2 separate regions of the Mus musculus genome follow, and region 2 is linked to region 1. A link is a contact called in public Hi-C data. All regions are on one chromosome and are shown on one strand. The core of a region is the stretch at or near the end of the contact, and the rest is flanking DNA. Distances in the headings are between cores, read along the strand shown.

Region 1 (4,225 bases), core at 1,345-3,844:
TAGGAGGGGATTGGTATATAAGAGCATCTGACAATTCAGAGACACTCAGTCCAGAGCCAGCAAGAACTGTCACATATTGGTAGGCCATCTTCAGAGCAGCGGGGAGCTTCCAGCACTTCAGCAGGATCAGACTTGTCTAATACTATGTCTCAGAGAGTAGATTTAGTAGTAAAAAAAAAAAAAAAAAAAAAAGGAAGCCATCATAGCCTCTGAAAAGAATGCATAAAGCTGTCCTAGGGGACTGGCACATGAGCTGAGTGTGTCCCAGCTCTGCCACAGCCTCACCACGCTGCTGCTCAATGACTCATGGTTTATTCTTAGTGTGTCTGTGTAGAAATGACAAGACGTTCCTGCCAAGCAAAATGCTAACTGGACAATGTGTTGTCAGAGAAGCACTTGGGACCACATTCAGGAAATTTCTTAGACAATCACAAGCAACTCTGTCTTATTTTTCTTTTTCCAAAGTTCTCCAGAGAGGATGACTTTGGGCCTTTCTGATCAATCTGAATGAATGGCATAGTCAAGGACTCATGGTATCTGCAAATGAAGTTTTTCTTTTAATACCAAACCAAGCATTATAAAGGTTCTACCAGCCAACCAAATTTTCTGTTTTCCATCTCTCCTTGAACATAAACTACTCCATGTCTCTTATTGACCATAGCCTTCCCCTTCATTCTCTAGCACCACCAAGTACAGCCAATGCATTTCCTTGGCTACATGGTACTAGCATTCATCCATGAGGCACCCTGACCCAACTAAGCCTGACTATAGATGGAACTCTCTTGCATGACCCTCTCATGTCCCAGCCAACCTAGGACTTCATGGCCTAGAAAAGTTGTGCAATTTGGTGTTGGCCTTCAGTGGGCCAGGGATGGGCACCAGATGAACACTGCGTGCCTGCTCTCTGGACAGACACTCACCCAAGTTCTCTACCCAATGTTCTATAGCCTGTGGCTTGATCTGTTGACATCATTTGCCAAGTAAGTGCATGGCCACAAGTCTAACTGGTAAGTCAAGCCACCATGATCAAAGCTTACATAACCCTGGCGAGGATCCCTGCTCTGTGTCCTATTTCCTCATCTGTTGTGTGGTGTTAATAATGGTATCTGCTTTGTGAGTTGTTTGTAGGGGTCAAATGAAACAGTTTGAGAAGCAGTTAATGAATATTTACTACCGCTACTGTGGTAATGATGGTGATAGGGATAGGGGCTACAAAGTTGGAAGGATTCTTTTACTACTTTGCAATAAAACTTAATGAGTGGTAAAGTGAGCCCAGACTTTGCCATGTTTCTCTAATGTATCTACTTGTGACCTCTACTTTCTAAAGCTGGGGTAGTAAAGGCAAATCTCTACAAGACTGTGGTTTGTGGCAAGTCTTTTCTACCCTGTGGGGAGCCTGGGATAGTAGAGCAGAAAGAGTGAATCTGGTCTCCCCTCTTGATGTTAAGGTAAGGACACCCTGGGGAAGCAGTTCCCAGCATGAGGTCGTAGAGCTAAGGCTGGAAGAGTTAGGTCTACACTGCAGGAGTCTTGATAATTGGTTCTGTCTGTACTGTGTAATGAGGCTACAATAAAGGGACACACACACACACATGCAAAAAAAAAAAATCAGCCTTTTCTGAGGATTGGAGCTTTCAATTCATGATGCCACATCACTTTTAGAGAACTAGAGGGAGTGGTGACATTATCCTTACTTTACAAGTGTGAATATATCATTTCCTGATGCAAAGAATGAGTATTCCAGGCTAGAGAATGGAGGTTTCATTTATTTCATGTATTTTAAGATGTAGGGACACTGAAACCTGATCAAGCTTTGTTGTGTCGTAACCTATTGCAGGCACTGCATGGCAAGGTAATGTCAGAGTCTTATATTATAACAAAGCTATCCCTATAATAACACGAGTCCATGTCACTCAGAACATAACACTTGAGCCAGTCACTTCCAAGTGCCCTCTCTTCTTAAATAGCATTAAAAGATATTAGTGAGGTTTTAGTTCTCAATGTATGAAATTTTCAGAACAAGGGATACCCATGCAGGAATCTTCCAGTGGTGGGTGTGTGTGGGAAGGTTGTGGGGAGGGTGTCTATATCTGTTTGTCTGTGTGTGTGTGTGTGTGTGTGTGTGTGTGTGTGTGTGTGTGTGTGTGTGTGTGAGAGAGAGAGAGAGAGAGAGAGAGAGAGAGAGAGAGAGAGAAGGTGAGAGAGAATCTTTCGTTTATAGAGTGAGTCCTGTATTTCAACCATAGAGGTCTAAGATTAAAATCCAGCTCCCTTCCCCTGCCAAGAACTCCAGGGTTTTGTTTTTTGTTTTTTGTTTTTTTGTTGTTGTTGTTGTTTTTTTTTGTTTTTTGTTTTTTGTTTTTTGTTTTTCCCTTCACCCACATTCATCTCTGGTGTTCCTGGGTCTTTGGCTATGTTCCAGTACCCTGTGGTGTGACCAGATGACTCGCCTGGTCTTTCTGGGCCCTTCCCTGAGCTTTTGAAACTAGCTGAGAGGACTTCAATCCTGGCAGGCAACAGACTGCTAAGACCAGTTGGTGCAACACAGTAGATTAAGAGAAGAAAGCTTGATTTTTTTTTATCTTGCCCTCTGGCCAGGACATTGAGATCAGCAAAATAACTGCCAGGCAGGTCACCGCATCACTGCCATTCCAGCTAGCAACATCTAAGAGTCCAGTTCCCATTCTAAATCCAAAGGGTGGCAGCAAATCTGATAGGAAAGCAGGAGCCCAGCAGGTCACTTCGATTTCGGAGTTGGCACACACATGCGGCCAGCACTATCCTCTTTGCTTTTGGTTCCCTTTCTGTCCATCTTTTATCAAGCTGTGGTCTCTGAAATGAGCGGCTGCCCAGGGTCTCAAACACTGGCTTCTGCAAAAGACAGGAAAAGATGAGTCTCCTCGCTGTCAGTGGAGACCACAGTGCAGTTGGCATGATGAAATTCTTCAGAGCTACCCATCAACCCTGCTGCTGACAGCTACCTATGGGCCAGTCTTTGCATTTTTATTGCAAGGTACACCTCTTCTTCGGGCAGCAGGAGCACACCCCTTGGTCCTGGGTACCAGGATCTTTTTCTTTGGTGTCACGGCCATTACCACTGCAACTGAGGCACTTGGGTCTGGAAAATAGTGAAACCTCTATGATTTCATTCCATCAAATGCTTTGAGCATCTCTCCTGTGTCCTTTCTTTAGTACCCTGGGGCCTGGGGAGAAGAGATGTCTGTATGAGTATGTATCTGCAGAAGGAAAAGGAAGACAAGTGAGAGCTGGCAGAAAGATAGCCTCATTCATACTTGTCAACAGAGAAATACAAAGGGCAAGCCAAGTTATAACCTGCTACTAGGACCCAAGAGCCTAGTGATGGAGTGATGGAAGCAAATCTAGGCCAGTTTATAAATACTTTTATTGGTGCCAGGCATGATGCACACACTTCTAGTCCCCACATTTCAGGAGGCAAAGGCAAGAGTGGTCATATATTGTGGGCTATATACTGAAACCTTAAAACATCAAAAACAAAAGTTTGTTTGGAACACATCAAATACAATGATACCATTTGGGTTGTGCATTTTATCTAATAGAACTATGAAAGCATATGCCACCACAGCATACAGTGTTTACTCTCACTCTAGTGGCAGAGAAATGTTTTGAATGGCCCAGTTCCTACATTGGAGGTCCTTTTCGTTGCTTTACATATTTCCTCCCATTTATTCATCTCAGCATGAATAGTAACAACCCCATGAGTATTGATTCTGGTTTTCATTTAAAAATTTGTAGAAACAATGTCACTACTTTTCTGTCACATAGAAGTGTCTAGATGTGACCCAAAGACACTTCACTTGTTGTATTCCCAAAACGCTGGGAGTTGGGTCTAACCCTTGAGTGTAGGCTTCATTGAGTTGGAGGCTAAGGGAGAGACAGTAGTAGGAAGGCATGGCCCAGATGAAGGCAGAGGGCAGGAGTGAATGCATCCATGCTCTTGGCTGTCTAGAAATGTCAAACTTTGAGAGACAGAGGAACAAGTTTATTGATGGGAGCAAAAAACCAAAGCAATGACTATCCACTTGCAGATCACATAACAACAAAGACCTCTCTGCTAGTAAACCCTGAGGCTTTGCTGAGTCTAGGTGTTTCAGGGCTTGACAAGCAAGTCTCATGACCTGGGCCCAGTGTTTTCTGAGGGCTGATGGTCACAGTCTCCAGGAGCAGTGACTAAAACCAATAGTTC
Region 2 (3,781 bases), core at 177-2,676, 170 kb after region 1:
CCTCATCTCCAGCCTGCTTGAATGACCTTCCTCATACCTGAGTTCCATTCAAGCTGTTCTCCTTTCTGTCCCACCACACCCTCCTGTTTGCTCCCCCTCCCCCACCCCCGGAGGCTGGAATTAAGTCAGTCTTTTGTTTGTACCTACCTACTTATCTATCCCCTGACCTCTGCCCAGGGACCTCTGTTTTGTTTATTTACTTTTCTTTTCACCGTGCTGGGGTCAAAGTCACAGCTTGCACTTGCTAGTAGGCAAGAGCTCGGTTACCGAACTATATATTTCAGGAACTTTATTGTAAATATTTATTTCATCATCAGAGTCCTTTATGGAGTTGACTAATTTAACTTCATTGACTTGGGGGATCTGCTTGTCTCTGTGTCCTGGGGTTAAAGGCGTGGATCACCTTGCCTGAGCCAAAGCTTTTCAGGGCCACTGTACCTCAAGATCTGGATCAAAAGCACGGATCATCCCAGTAAAAGCACATGTCTTCCAGGCTCAAGATCTGGGTCGCGGGTGTGCCCTTCATTTCTGGATTGTAGTTCATTCCATATATAGTCAAGTTGACAACTGGGAATAGCCATCACACAACGCCTTACCAGTTTGGGGTTCTAGCACTAGGGAGTGAGGGTTGGAGCTCTGAGGACCCTTTGTGAGCTCTAAGTCCACTCCCCCATCCCCAATTGCCTCTGTGAAGTGAGGACTGCCACAGAATTAGTCACAGTGACTTGCAAAGTGGGCTAAGTGCCTTGAAGACAGAACAAAGGAAGTCAACCTTTTACATTACTACAAATTGTTAGCTCAGCTGGCAAAATTTGCTGACTTTCCTTTAATTTTCTTTACTCCTTCCTCTTTTACTCCAGCATTAGTAAAGTGCCTTAGTTCCAACAGCCCTATCTTACTTAGACGGGAAAGGACAAGGTATACTGGCCACACGGGGTATATAATTTCTCCTTCTACATGAACAAACAAAGCTAAACTTACAGAACAGGACCTTCCTCTTCCTTGAATCCTCTGCAGTATCAGCGGCTTCATGCTCTCTATCAGCAATGGAGAAACTTGGCAGACACGCCAACCTTGCATAATGTCTGAGAAATCTTCAAAACAGTCCTTCCTAAGATGCATACGTTTCAACCAATGCTAGATCTACTTACAGGATTTTTTTTTCTACACAAGAATTAGGTGAACACAAAGTGGGGGAGGGCTTATTATCAATCTCATTTTTGGTCCCTTTTAAAATCTTTCGTGAGGCTCTCCTATCAACGAAAAGCCTGTGAGTGGTTGTGGGTTAGATTAAATTTCTACAGAAGTGCAGAACCTGTCTTTCTCATTTCCATTTCCCTATTAAGATGCCACAGCTTATCCACTCCAGTAAATGAACTACAGAGGGTTTCAGGCTGAGGCCTGCGAGCTGCAGACTGACCCCTGGCATTGTGCCTAGAGAGGCATTCCAGGCTATGTCCCCAGCAAGAATGAATGAATAACCAGTTAATACACTATCTTCTGTTTACAGGTACAATTAAAAAGAAAAAAACAAAACCCAATCATTTTTTTTCCATGTAGGTTGGGCCTGAATTTTGAGTGTTCTTGATTATTAATAAAAGAGACCATGTTAGAATTCACAAGTGAGTTTGACAGGGCACTTAGAGTCTTACCAGCATAAAGCTAAGAACTGAGGAAATGTGTTTGCTGGGCCAAAGCTTTTCCATAGCTCTGCTCAGGAGCTTCTCCCCCAGCCCATGGCCCAAAGAAGATACAACAGAAGTGACAAGACTGAATTGTCACAGGGTCACTGAGCTGTAACTCCAAAGATGGTGGATTGGCCACATATAAACTGTGTGTCTTTTTTTTGTTGTTGTTGTTGTTTTTTTTGTTTTTTTTTTGTTTTTTTTTTTTTCGAGACAGGGTTTCTCTGTGTAGCCCTGGCTGTCCTGGAACTCACTCTGTAGACCAGGCTGAAACCATGTGTCTTTATGTGAGTTCACTTAATTCCAGCTGTCATTAACCAAACATGGTTATCAATGTTGCCTCTTGTTCCAGCTAATGAAGTCACTTGGAAGGCATCAATGTCTTTAAAAAAGTAATTCTAAGCTGCAGAGTACCAAGTGGAAGTCACTCTGACTCATCCATCGAATTAAACTTATTACATAGTTGCCTGGTAGTCTTTGGTATCCCATGACATACACTTATATTTAGGTTCAGTTGTGACCTTGAGCAGGTTCAGGATCCAGATAACAACAGCACCCACACTTTGAGCCATGATGAAGGACAGAGTGGAGATATACCTGTGTGGCACTGAGCATGAAGTCTAGAACCTCAGCAACCCTCCTTGAAATCTGGTGTGTGATCCAACAAGGACCACTGAGGATACTATATGAGAACCTTCTCTCTCTAACCTCTACGGCTTTCAACTAATCCCTCAGAAGTAGTCCTTTGCCTGTGTGGAACGTTCTGCTCTACTTCCCAGCCTGTGTGCATGCATTCAGAGTACCCCAGCCTCAGAAAACCTCCAGCAGCCTAACTTGCCTGCTCAACTATGTCTTTTTGATCTGACAGAACTTTCCCCAAAAGCCTCAGGCCCCTTTCTACCCTCATCCACATCTCTTAGATATCTATACAGAAAAGCTTAAGGTTTCTTTCCAAAGTCCACCTACACCTTGCCTTTCTCCCTAGTCTCACTCCAGTTGATACAGTTACTAACCCGGTCCTTATCTGTCACTATCTACCTACTCACTTTTCCTTGTCCTTCCCCAATGGGCTCAATGGCTGCTGGCTCTGAGTCATTTTCATTGGTTAATGAATCTCTCCAGAATCACTGTCTCTTACCTGTATTAACATTTTCTTAGGTAAAGCCATATGAATAAGTTTTTTTGGTTAGGTCAAAATGAACAAATAGCTGGCACACACCTTTAATCCCAGCACTCTGGAGGCAGAGGCTGAGTTTGACGACAGCCTGCTCTATCTACATAGTGAGTTTCAGGACAGTCAGTGCTAAGTAGAGAGACAGTCTCAAAAAAAATCAAAACAAAGCAAACCAAAATCAAAATAAATAGTAGTAATTTCAAATAATTTATCCTCAGTAAAATATATTCCTTCTACTTCACTAAAGATATTTTTGAAGTGTATTTCTTAAACACTGTGTGTGTGTTAGGAATTTTATCTATGGGATAAACACCATAATTAAAGTAACTTGGGGAGGATCACATACCCAGAAGTGACATCACCCAGAGTAGGGTAGGCCCTCCCTGCATCAATCATTGATCAAGAAAATGCACCACAGGCCAATAAGTTGAGGTACTTTCTTAATTAAAATCTCCTCCTCTCAGGAAACCCTAGCTTGTGACAAGTTGACAAAAACAACAGCTAACTAGTTAAGACATACACCCTTCCTTAACTTTTGTACAATCGGTGCCTAGCAGAGTACCAGGCAAGAAGACAGTGAAGAAATGCTTGTAGAACTTAAATATTGCTATGAATGAACCTTAACACCATGTGGAGCTCCCTTAGGTACTCTTGGCTTAGTCTTTTCTTTATTTTTTGAGGTCTTACAAAATTAAAACTAGCTACCTATGACTGTCTTCTGTAGGAAGAACTATAGATATGAGTGGTTCCTTTTCCCTTCCCCATAGCCACCAAGACCTAGTTTTCTCCACCAACCAACCAATAATGAGCTAGCCAAGCCAGGGAAAAACATGGTTCCAGGGTTGTTCTTCCCTTAGCTATCAAGTACATAATGTATTGACACCATTCACAGCATCTCATTCATTCATTCATTTGTTCAATT

The links. Hi-C and Micro-C count contacts between places; a contact is called where the count stands out from the background.
Region 2: a Hi-C map of liver shows a contact between it and region 1, with 4 times the contacts expected there. The contact joins two enhancer-like sites. A contact is called at or near these places in 1 of 39 promoter capture datasets (liver), 15 of 484 Hi-C or Micro-C datasets (the 3T3-L1 cell line, the HL-1 cell line, cerebellar granule neurons and 7 more) and 1 of 115 datasets of contacts at active chromatin or transcription factors (hepatocytes).

What each region holds. Positions count from the first base shown.
Region 1 is chr5:43,048,592-43,052,816 of GRCm38.p6, forward strand. No RefSeq gene overlaps it. Among named protein-coding and RNA genes, the nearest start is that of Gm43700, 12 kb to the left of the region's middle. Within about 2 kb of position 2,595, at least 31 of the 459 cell types and tissues checked have an H3K27ac peak or open chromatin away from gene starts, as enhancers often do. A contact at or near this core is called in hepatocytes and liver, where this site is marked.
Region 2 is chr5:43,217,520-43,221,300 of GRCm38.p6, forward strand. The region is part of intron 1 of Gm7854 (predicted gene 7854); the gene reads right to left. Among named protein-coding and RNA genes, the nearest start is that of Gm46911, 8.5 kb to the left of the region's middle. Within about 2 kb of position 1,427, at least 51 of the 459 cell types and tissues checked have an H3K27ac peak or open chromatin away from gene starts, as enhancers often do. A contact at or near this core is called in hepatocytes and liver, where this site is marked.